Linked DNA regions of Oncorhynchus mykiss: region 2 is linked to region 1. Evidence: chromatin contacts called from public Hi-C data. All regions are on one chromosome and are shown on one strand. The core of a region is the stretch at or near the end of the contact, and the rest is flanking DNA. Distances in the headings are between cores, read along the strand shown.

What was found. A called contact is a pair of places that touch in the nucleus more often than the background predicts.
Region 2: a Hi-C map of liver shows a contact between it and region 1, with 4 times the contacts expected there. The contact joins the promoter of LOC110491775 here to the promoter of LOC110492861 in region 1. A contact is called at or near these places in 2 of 3 Hi-C or Micro-C datasets (blood and liver).

The regions. Positions count from the first base shown.
Region 1 is chr16:26,992,458-26,998,391 of USDA_OmykA_1.1, forward strand. LOC110492861 (translational activator of cytochrome c oxidase 1) reads left to right here and starts at 2,172. Exons shown (of 6, transcript XM_036946630.1): 1 at 2,172-2,278; 2 at 2,654-2,952; 3 at 3,078-3,187; 4 at 4,400-4,533; 5 at 4,703-4,865; 6 at 5,212-5,898. The coding sequence starts at 2,658. The coding sequence ends at 5,421. It overlaps pth3r (parathyroid hormone 3 receptor), which reads right to left and starts at 1,561. Exons shown (of 13, transcript XM_036946628.1): 1 at 782-1,561. The coding sequence starts at 844.
Region 2 is chr16:27,772,119-27,777,587 of USDA_OmykA_1.1, forward strand. LOC110491775 (ataxin-2-like protein) reads left to right here and starts at 4,164. Exons shown (of 23, transcript XM_036946685.1): 1 at 4,164-5,046. The coding sequence starts at 4,934.

The DNA.
Region 1 (5,934 bases), core at 922-3,421:
TCAGCAACGGTATTACACATCAAATTTAATGCACTCATCATTTTTTATGTCATTTAAATTTGGTCAATTAGCAGACGCTCTTATCCGGAGCGTACATTTTTCGTACTGGTCTGCCGTGGGAATCAAACCCACAACCCTGGTGTTGCAAGCACCCTGCTCTACCAACTGAGCCACACAGGTCATCAAATGCAACGTAGCTACTTACCATTTTATGGCATTCAAACATGGTGTGAAATATGCATGATATTTTCTGTCATAGTTGTGAATGGAAGAGGTTGGGGTGAAAACTTGAAAAGTCCTTTCATAAGAGGTTTGTCAAAAGTGGAACAGCAGCAACGTGCAGCCTGTGGCATAATACAGTATGATCACTGACTACATTGTTTCAACAATGAGGCACTTCTCAATTATACAGTGGCAGCTATCTGAATATTTGTAAAAGCATATCCAACATAAGTCTATCTCCATCTCATGTGCGTTGTAGATAATCAGTTAATATCCCACATGATCAGTGTCTTACAGGAGAAAAACAAATTAGGCCTAATAAGCTTACTATTAATAAATATGTATTTCATTACTCTGAAACATTAATAAGCATTTGATAATATGAGGTGGTATGTGGTAATATATAAAGCATTTATAACGTCTTACTCATATTATAAAGTGTTACCGAAATACATTGAATGCTTTCTTAAAAATTGCTAATACATGAATGACTGAATCGATCAATCAATTAAATTAATCAATACAAATTATTTAGCAGTTAGATAGATAGGATACTTACCACTGCACTGACATTCATCAATACGCAGCAGAAAACAATTCTGATTCTCCCCACGGACACCATGACTTCCTTTTGACCTTCAACCTGAACCAAAACTTTTAATCACCAAGACACCCCCTGCTCACAACTCCTTATCCTCTCTAGGGTGCAGCGAAGGGAAACGTCCCCCGAAACATGTAGAGTGGTGGTCCTCGAGGCTGTGTCCCATTGCCGCTCCTATTACCTTGGTGCCTGCACACGTCTCTCTAAACGCTTAGGCAGGAGGTGATCCTTCTATACTTCTCATGAATGGTACCACATGAACCATGGCATTGTTGAATGGGAAGTTATTCAATCAAAACGTCCAGCTTCTCCCGCACAGCTGAGAGTGAAGATAGAATCAGTTGTGGAAGTTAAGTAAAGGATTCTCTTTAACCACTGGTAGTCTTCCAATGCGAACTCTCTTCTCTTTTTGCAATCATCTGCATGTAGTGCTTCTCTTGTGAACAATGACCATTGGTAAGGTCAGGTCCCAGTGACTAGGTATGGAATTCCTCATGTATCTCAGGGATGAGTACCTTTGCCATGTTCCTTTGTGTGAGCATGATATTAGTTAGTAAAGGGAGGAGGGAAGACTAGGAGAGCTGCCCATCTACTGCAGCTCCTTCCATTGTTGACTGTGGGAATGGGCTGTCCTCTTGGCGTTCCACCTCAGTTAACTCTTTGCTGCCTGGTGCAGCCAACAATCCCCATCATGTATCTCTCTCTGTGTTTCTCTCTCCCTCCACACCTCATTTTCTGCTGTGTAGACTACTCTCCCTAGCTGCCTCTCCGGGTGACTCAGTATCTCAGGTTTGTTCTCTATTCCCTCAGTACATATTTTTCTCCTTCTCTAAATATGCTCTGTTCAATAGGCCATAGTTATCTCTTAGAATGTATATCATCAGAACAGCCATAGTCCATCAAAGACGAGGGCCACACACCAAAAACATACACCATGGAGCAAATGCATCCCATTACATTTTCACATGCTTAAAACAACAATGTCATTCAATGAGAACAATGTATTACTCTAAAAAAAGATTTGAAGTCATACAAATAATTAGCTTTTAAAGTTCTCTACAACAAAAACATTAACAATGAAGATGGTCCTTGTTTTTTATATCACTCAAAATCTATGTATTTAATGGAAATTAAATCTTAGAAACTGGCGTTAACATGATTATATCAAAACAATGTGCATTACTTTACCTCCAATGTTATCACAAAGACATTTTGAGAGGCTGTAAGAAATGTAGGCTTGTTTTTTTACAACCAAAAGACACACTTTAAATAATGTCTATACACATGCTGACGATAACATTTACTGTTGGAAATATTGTCTGTCGCCCTCTTGTGGCAACAGTAAAGCTTTAAATGGCGGACTTTTATTTTGAAAGGTCCGCTTCTTTCGTCACTAGACAACCCGGAAGCGTCAATTTGACCTCAAAGGACACCAACACTTACTCTTTATAAAGTGTACGTTTACGGAAAATGTGATACATTCAATAATTCATACGTTTTCCATTAGGAACAGGCATTATAGCTAGTAAGATAGCAGACATACTGTTATGTGGTCTTCTTAGCAGCAAGTAGTAACGTCAGCTAGCTAAGCTTATCAAATGTAAGTACTTTTTATGTGGTCTTCTTAGCAGCAAGTAGTAACGTTAGCTAGCTAGCTAAGCTTAACAAATGTAGTTTTTTTGTGTTACATAAAAGCGAGGCAACTGTCATAAGCTATTTTTTTCATTTGAACATACGTGTCCACGTGTTTATTCTGGTTCTCGCATGTATACCAAACATATACTACTGTTTGTCAATGCAATGCCCTTACGTTTTCGTTTTCTGACTCAGGGCAATGGGATGGGCAGTGGTGTTGAGGGGTTTCTTGCCTCTGTGTTTACGTCGACTTGCTCGCTTGACCGCCAACAATTACATGGGCGCAAGGATTCGTCCAGTCCGCACAGACCTGACGGTGACATGTCGCTACCCTCTTTGGACAACCCATCCTGTGAGAACACTGCATCTGTGCTCTAACTTGTGTGCTGGTCATAATAAGTGGTCTAAGGTGAAAAATATAAAAGGACCCAAAGATGCAGCCCGGAGTCGGATGTTCATGAAGTTTGGGATGATGATAAGAATTGCAGTCAAAGGTAAGCTTGACTGACAACTTGTTTACTCCAATTCAATGCACTATATGTGAGCATTATGGGGAATGCTTTGACTGGTGCTGCATCAACCATCAACCAGATTTGCTTGTTAATTCTGTTTTCTACAGAAGGAGGATCTAGTAATCCAGAATTCAATCTAGCCTTGGCAAATGTAGTGGAGCAATGCCGAGGCAAGAACATGCCCAAAGTGTCCATAGAAGCTGCCATCAAGGGAGCGGTAAGTTGACGGAATGATTAAACTGAAATGTTTTTGTAACACTTATAACACTCGGATATAATGCATTATGATACAATTACACTGAACAAAAATATAAATGCAACAATTTCAAAGATTTTACTGCGTTAATGTAAGGAAATCAGTCAATTTAAATAAATAAATTAGGGCCTAATCTATGGATTTCACATGAATGGGAATAAAGATGTGTATTTTTTGGTCACAGATACTTTAAAAAAAGTAGGGGCATGGACAGAAAACCAGTCAGTATCTGGTGTGACCACCACTTGCCTCAAGCAGCGCGACATCTCCTTCGCATCGAGTTGATCAGGCTGTTGATTGTGGCCAGTGGAATGTTGTCCCACTCCTCTTCAATGGCTGTGCAAAGTTGCTGGATATTGGCGGGAACTACCCCACCTCCACCATGGGGGACTCTATTCACATCAGCAAGCCGCTCAACCACACGACAACATACACGCTGACGTCGTTGAAACCGGGATTCATCCATGAAGAGCACACTTCTCCAACGTGCCAGTGGCCATCGAAGGTGAGCATTTGCCCACTGAAGATGGTTAAGACGCTGAACTGCAGTCAGGTCAAGACCCTGGTGTGTCTAAAGATTTCTTAGTTTGTGCAGAAATTCTTCAGTTGTGCAAATCCACAGTTTCATTAGCTGTCCGGGTGGCTGGTCTCAGACAATCCCACAGGTGATGAAGCTGGATGTGGAGGTCCTGGGCTGGCATGGTTACACGTGGTCTGCGGTTGAGGCCTGTTGGACGTACTGCCAAATTCTCTAAATTGACGTTGAGATATGGTAGAGAAATAAACATTCAATTTTCTTGCAACAGCTCTTGTGAACATTCCTGCAGTCAGCATGCCAATTGCATGCTCCCTCAACTTGAGACTTCTGTGGCATTGTGTTGTGTGACAAAACTGCACATTTTAGAGTAGCCTTTTATTGTCCCCAGCACAATGTCCACCTGTGTAACGATCACTTCTTGATATGCCACACCTGTCAGGTGGATGAATTATCTTTGCAAAGGAGAAATGCTCACTAACAGGGATGTAAACAAATTTGAGACAAATAATCTTTTGTGCATATGGAACATTTCTGTGATCTTTTATTTCAGCTCATGAAACATTTGTGATTCGAGTCATACTCAAGTCCAAGTCGTGTGACTCGAGTCCACACCTCTGCTTTTGTCCTCTTCTCAGGAAAAGTCCAAGGCAGGAACCCAGCACATGTATGAAGCCAGGGGGCCTGGTGGCTGCATGCTGCTCATCGATATGCTAACTGACAACAACACCCGAAGTCACCAGGACCTCAAACATCTGCTCAGCAAACACGGGTCAGACCAGGGACTTGGGGGGGGGGGGGGGGGGGGTGTTGGTAAATGTTTTAAGTGTTTCTTATGTTCAGTTTAGATAATGCAATTACTCAAAACATAATGAAAACTATGTCAGAGAGCCAGAGTCTGTTTACTGATCCATAGTTTATTTTTCTGTGTTTGTCCACAGGGCAGCGCTGTGTGACGGGGTGCGTCATAACTTCAGCAGGAAGGGGGTGGTGGTGGCACAGGGGCAGGGTGTGTCGTCCGAGCGAGCTTTGGAACTGGCCATCGAGGCGGGAGCCGAGGACGTCCAAGAAACAGAGGATGAGGATGATAAGTCCCTCCTACAGGTGAGACGTGGTTAGGGTCAATACATGCAGGAGAGCACTGATTTGGCCCTCGAGGGCTGCAGACCTGCTGGACTATGGAAAATCCAGGGCTGTGTTCATTAGGCACCAAACATGGGGGGAAATTGATTGAAATAGGGGCTACCTGGATGATTATTCCATTGCAAACCATTTTAGAACACCCTAATGAACACAACCCAGGGGTTTTCACGTCAATGTATAACATAAGTTGAACAAGGAAACATTGTGCCAGGGACAAATTAAAACCTGACCTCGAGGGTCTGAGTTGTACACCCTTGAACTAGTGTCCTATCCAGCATCAATACATTACTTTCTCTCTCTCTGTAAGTTTGTGTGTGACATGACAGAGCTGAAGAAGGTGCGGACCTCGCTGGAAGAACTAGGTGTGCGCACTGTGTCCGCTGGCCTGGAGTTTGTGTCCCACACACCCACGCAGCTTCCACAAGCCCAGCTGGAGGCAGCCTTATCTCTGATAGAAGCCTTGAGCGACTGCCTAGACGTGGTGCGGGTCTGGGACAACATCCAGGCCCATGACTGACAGTCATATTATGTACTATTGTCATATTACATATTATGGACATTTCATGTTAGGACATATTGCACGTTTGGAAATTTGAATTGAGCAGACAAATCTTAACACCAGATCTGCTCATCTATGGACTGTACAAAAGTCATGGTTGCAGTTATTTTAAGAAGACATTGCGTCTGTCAGTGCTAAGAAAAATGCATTTATCTGGAAGCTCGGGAGCAAGAGAAGTTGGACAGGATTCAGACTTGAGATCTGTGTGCTTAACTCAAATTCTCACCCAAGTCCGAGTTGCAGGTGCTTATTTCAACTCTGAATCGTCCCGATTGTGACTAGCCAGACTGAATCTGTGAGGAAAAAAGGAGTTTGTGTCAGGAAACCACGTAACACTGTGTACCTGCTTAAAGGATATCTTGGCTATGAATGTAAAAACAACTATCATGTCCAAATAAAACTATTTAATTTCTGTGTTAACTGCTCAGAACTCTGGAAGGACTTGGCTACAATGTCACTGCATGAATGTGA
Region 2 (5,469 bases), core at 2,914-5,413, 780 kb after region 1:
AAATAGCTGTGCAGCAATGCTCCCCATCCAACCTGAATAGCTTGAGAGGATCTGCAGAGAAGAATGGGAGAAACTCCCAAAATACAGGTGTGTCAAGCTTGAAGCATCATACCTAAGAAGACTCAATGCTGTAATCGCTGCCAAAAGTGCTTCAACAAAGTACTGAGTAAAGGGTCTGAATACTTATGGAAATGTGATATTTCCGTATTTTGTTTTTTTATAAATGCGCCCTAGCAACAAATAAGTCCGTGACCTCGGCGATTTCCCTTCAAAGTAAGAGTCCCGCAACGAAGTTGGTGAAAGAAAAAAAAAATGGTCGAAATTCGTCGTATTTTATGAGGAAATGTGAGCAGACTTTCTTTTTTTTTTTTTACAGTATGAAGAAATAAACAAAAGTTAATCGCCGTTATAGCAAAAATTATATTATAGCATTGACATTATTGTTACCAGCATTAAAAGTAATTAGTTACTTATTATGGTAGTTAAATAGTTATTATGGTAACAACGGTAATACAAATGACAATATTGATATTATTAATAATATTATAATAATTATAACAATCAACTTATTCATATTGCACAATGTTTAGTGCGTTTTTTCATATTGATCATACTCAGCGGTGACCCGTTATTCAGGGCAGGTTTTGAGCCCATCCTGTTTAGCTAAAATAAAAATACAAATAATAAATACATATATATTGTTGCCTGTTTTGCATGTTATTTGGGATTCATTTGTGTCATATCAGTTTACAAACAACGTAAAAACACATTTATTGAGCAAATAAAGCCACATTACAAACTCTCTTTTTTGCCGACTTGTGTAAGGCAGCTCCAAAATACATGTGTTTCAGCCTAGCCTAGTGCTTTCTGTGGTGGAGCGGGAGCCAGCGGAAAATACAGAGCATAGGCGTTGGTAATCTTCTCTAGTTGCGCCGTGATTGGCTCAGTGTTCTGTCACTCATAGGGACACTACGTCACCTCATAATGTACAGGGAGAGCTAGGCAATTCAAGCCCCCTTTGGTGCTGCCATAGATTTACATTAGAAGTGCCCATCCCTCATTGGCCATAAATAAAATGACTTAAAATCACGTTAGATCTACTGTAGCTTACCTAGCAAGCAGTCATCATGATGAATCACCTCGACAATCTACTGGCAAATCCTTTTCAATCCTTGTTACATTAAGAAAAATTATAGATAAAACGTATCGGTGCTCATCGGCCATTGGACATAAACATTACACAACAAGTCGGAAAAAGCTAATTCTACAATGAGTGGTTTGGAAGGAATCAATGGCTAACTGCAAGAGTTGCAAAGCAATCACTATTTTGCTTCCCTTGCCTGCTATTTGGTGGAGAGGATGTGTGGTCAAAGTCTGGGTTTAAGGATTTAAAATATCTGTCTGAAAGAGTCTCTTTTCCAAGCTTAAAAGTATCAACATTCACACGCAACCTCATGGGCTAGAAAAGGTTGAATACATTGGTCATGCTGTCAATCCAGAATGACTTCTGTCGCATTCAAAACAACTGGAAAATCGGAACTGGGAAATCTCAGACTTCAATGAGTTCAAGACATCTGGGAACATAAGTTTTTTGAACCGTCATCAAACTCGGAATTCCAAGATGGGAACTCAGGCCTCTTTCTAGAGCTCCGACCTGAAGATCACTGACGTCATGATTCAAACTTTTTTTTTCTCCAGAGTTCACAGTTGTCTTGATAGCACCATAAATCCAGAGAATGCCAGACTTTAATGACAAAGTTTCATGACAAAATTTGCCCACAAGAAGGACTGTCGTGCCACCTTCCTGTTCAAGTGATCACAAAATGTATTGTATGCTGCTGCATAAATGATATGATATGCCAGGAAGATATGTATATGGTAGCTAAGAAAGTAATACTAAGTGTATGTTGTGTACTAAGCTATTAGTAGCCTGTGTGCCTTACCCTAATAATTTGGTCCCTTTCCCCCTCAGAACTTAGCCTACTGTTCAGACTTGGTAGTGCACATGTAGCCTATAGCCTGTTTTAGAGAAATGCCATAATTGAATATTGTAAGAGCTCTTTGTCTGCTTATATGCCTCCTTCATTTATTCTATGGTTCTGTCTTGGTGTACAGGGAGAATACTGTAAGAATGGCCCATGTTCTGAATTATGCTGCTGTACGTTTAAAAAGTATTGAACAAATAGCTATATTGACTAAGTCCATCTTAGCTCGCTCATGAATATCTTTATCGAAATTACAGATGGCCTCTTATTTGCTAATTGTTCCCTTATGGCATAGTTTGTACATCTCAATTGTTATAGGCCCATTTCTTATATAGGTCTATCTAATCAGTATCTTATTCATAATTTTAGGCAATGTTGGAATGACTGAATTGTTTTGGTTACTTTGTGCATTATAATTAGCTCATGTGCTTTTCTTGACGAGGAGGAGATACTAAATAATGTTGTTGGGTCTGTAACCATGTTTCCCCAGTTAGTCTCTTCCCATTCAAATGTTTGTTTTTAACTAGAAGTTCAGTAACAGACCCATGTAATTCCAGTTGATATTGTGAGGGTTGTTTTGCTATGGTTTTTAAAACGGCAGTAAATGAGGCTGAATGAACTGTTTCGCTGCCAGACAAGGCCCCACTGATAGCCAGGTGTAGCAGTGGTAAAGATTCACTTGATGGTGCTGAAAAGAAAGTTCTATTGTTGGGACAGCTTTATGTAGGCTATAACAGTTTTGGGGCACCATTTGTCACCGTTATAGTGCAATTAATGTATTGTCCAGTATTGTGTAGTGGCTTTGCTGCATGCAACCCCCCGAAAATGTTGAATTTGCCTCATGAAGATTTACATGCTAAAATTGCCCCTGGACATACATACAGTGCCTTCAGAAAGTATTTTTTGCACATTTTGTTGTGTTACAGACTGAATTTAAAATGGATTATATTGAGATTTTGTGTCACTGGCCATTATTATTATTATTTTACCCCCTTTTTCTCCCCAATTTCGTAGTATCCAATTGTATACTATCTTGTCTCATCGCTACAACTCCCGTACGGGCTCGGGAGAGACGAAGGTTGAAAGTCATGCGTCCTCCGATACACAACCAACCAAGCCGCTGCTTCTTTAACACAGCGCACATCCAACCCGGAAGCCAGCCGCACCAATGCGCCGGAGGAAACACCGTGCACCTGGCCACCTTGGCTAGCGTACACTGCGCCCAGCCCGCCACAGGAGTCGCTGGTGCGCGATGAGACAAGGACATCCCTACCGACCAAGCCCTCCCTAACCCGGGCGACGCTAGGCCAATTGTGCGTCGCCCCACGGTCGCGGCCGGTTACGACAGAGCCTGGGCGCGAACCCAGGACTGGCGCTGCAGTACAGCGCCCTTAACCACTGCGCCACCCGGGAGGCCGGAATTATGGTTTTAGACGTTTTTTTAAATTAATTAAAAATGAAAAGCTGAAATATCTCGAGTCAATAAGTGTTCAACCTATTTGTTATGGCAAGTCTAAATAAGTTGTATGGACTGTTTAACATTATTATTTTTTATGACTACCTCATCTCTGTACCCCACACATCTGTAAGGTCCCTCAGTCTCAACCACTGCAAATTAATTACTTAAATCATACAATGTGATTTTCTGGATTTTTGTTTTAGATTCCGTCTCTCACAGTTGAAGTGTACCTATGATAAAAATGACAGACCTCTACATGCTTTGTGCGTAGGAAAACCTGCAAAATCGGCAGTGTATCAAATACTTGTTCTCCCCACTGTATATGCCCAATATGAGAAAAACGATTGGATTTAGGCTGATAGGTCACTATTTAAAATGAGCAGCCACGCTCCTCTGGATATTAACTCTGTGGATTTAGAAGCTAGAAGTGCTCCTGGGTATAATGGACACCCCTTTCACTGCAACACAAGATACAGAAAAGTGTGTAAGTGCAATAAATGATAGTACACACACAAAACACATTGTTGACCATTTTGGCTTGAACAAAGAAAAAACGTATCTTATAGAAATAATTTTACTCGATAACTAGTAGAAAATACATCGATAATTGTGCATCATTGTCAACCCAATTATTACACACGATGGGACTCTTATTCTGAAGGATTCCAAAAAAATCCCTGACCCGGAACAATTGATTTATTATTGGCTTGTGACGACCACTCAACAGCGCTCTGATCGAGTGAACCTTACATCGAGAGGTGGCGAGCGACTGCGGGTTTTCATCCCGAAACCTGAAGAAAATACAATTTAAAACGCTTATGACCAGTATACTAGCATCACAACTGAGATTCAAATTTTTAACCTTCAAGAAGAATAAGTAAAGTTGACCTAAAGAAGCAAGTAATCCAGACAGGGAAGCTACCAAGCGAATGTCCAAGAGACTGCTAGCTAGCTAACGTAGCTAGCTTGGATCAGAAGAATCCTAAACCACGATCTGGTGTGAAAACATTGCTATTTTGTATCGACTTATTCTCTGTGTAGCAACTAAGTAGCCAGCCAGAGAATACAATCAGAAATCAAGGTATATTTTAATGTCGGGCCGCCTTACTGTAGCTTTCCAGTTTGCGATGCCAATTACTATTAGCGTTAGTTAGCATGTCAGTTCTCAGTCATTGAGATTAATACAGGCTAAACAAATTATTTGGGACTCCCTAAAAACACTCAACTAAGATACAGCTACGACCGGAAGTGACCATCGGTAGCAGGTTAGGACTGCATTTTCGCTAACCCTACCCCTTTTCCTAACATTAACATAGCTAGTTAATTATACTACTCTTCAACGTTAATTCTCCAAACATGCTGCTTGAGTTCTCCAAACCTGCTACGAAAAAGTAACTTCCCGTTGTAGGTGTATCAAATTGTCTCCAATTATTTGCTCGAATAATATTTAGTTTTGTAACTTGATTTTGTGAAAGCTTGCTGCTTGGCCATGTTGAAACAACAGCCCAGCTCATGTGGGCGAAAAACATCCAACTGGACTCCGGGCCCTGCCAGTATGTCTTCCACGGCCAGTGGAATCAACAACAGAGCACAGGTTGGGAGGTGAGTGAAATTAGGATGTCCAGATAGGAAAAGCTGGTGATTTTTATCATGGCTTCAAGGCCTACCGGTCAAAGCATGTGTAGCTTGTTGTGGTGGGAAATGGGGTTATGTTGATGGGCCTGTGAAAATATATTGTGCGTGATTGACAAGTTCTTATGGAAGCTGTTTCAAGGCACCAAGAAAAGATGTCATCTATCAGTTGACAAGAGGTTACTACATGCCACGCCCACTATGCCACACCCACTGCTGCTAGCGCTGTCTCTGGTCCACACTCCAGCGCAGTAGGTGGCGGTAATGTACCAATAACGTTGGATGCCACCCTCCAAAAACCCCACTGAAGGAGGCTGCTAGCTAGCTAGGGGACACCGGTGCACTATGGGAGAATCTCAATTGCCTACTCCTCGCATCCTCTGTCCTTTCTCC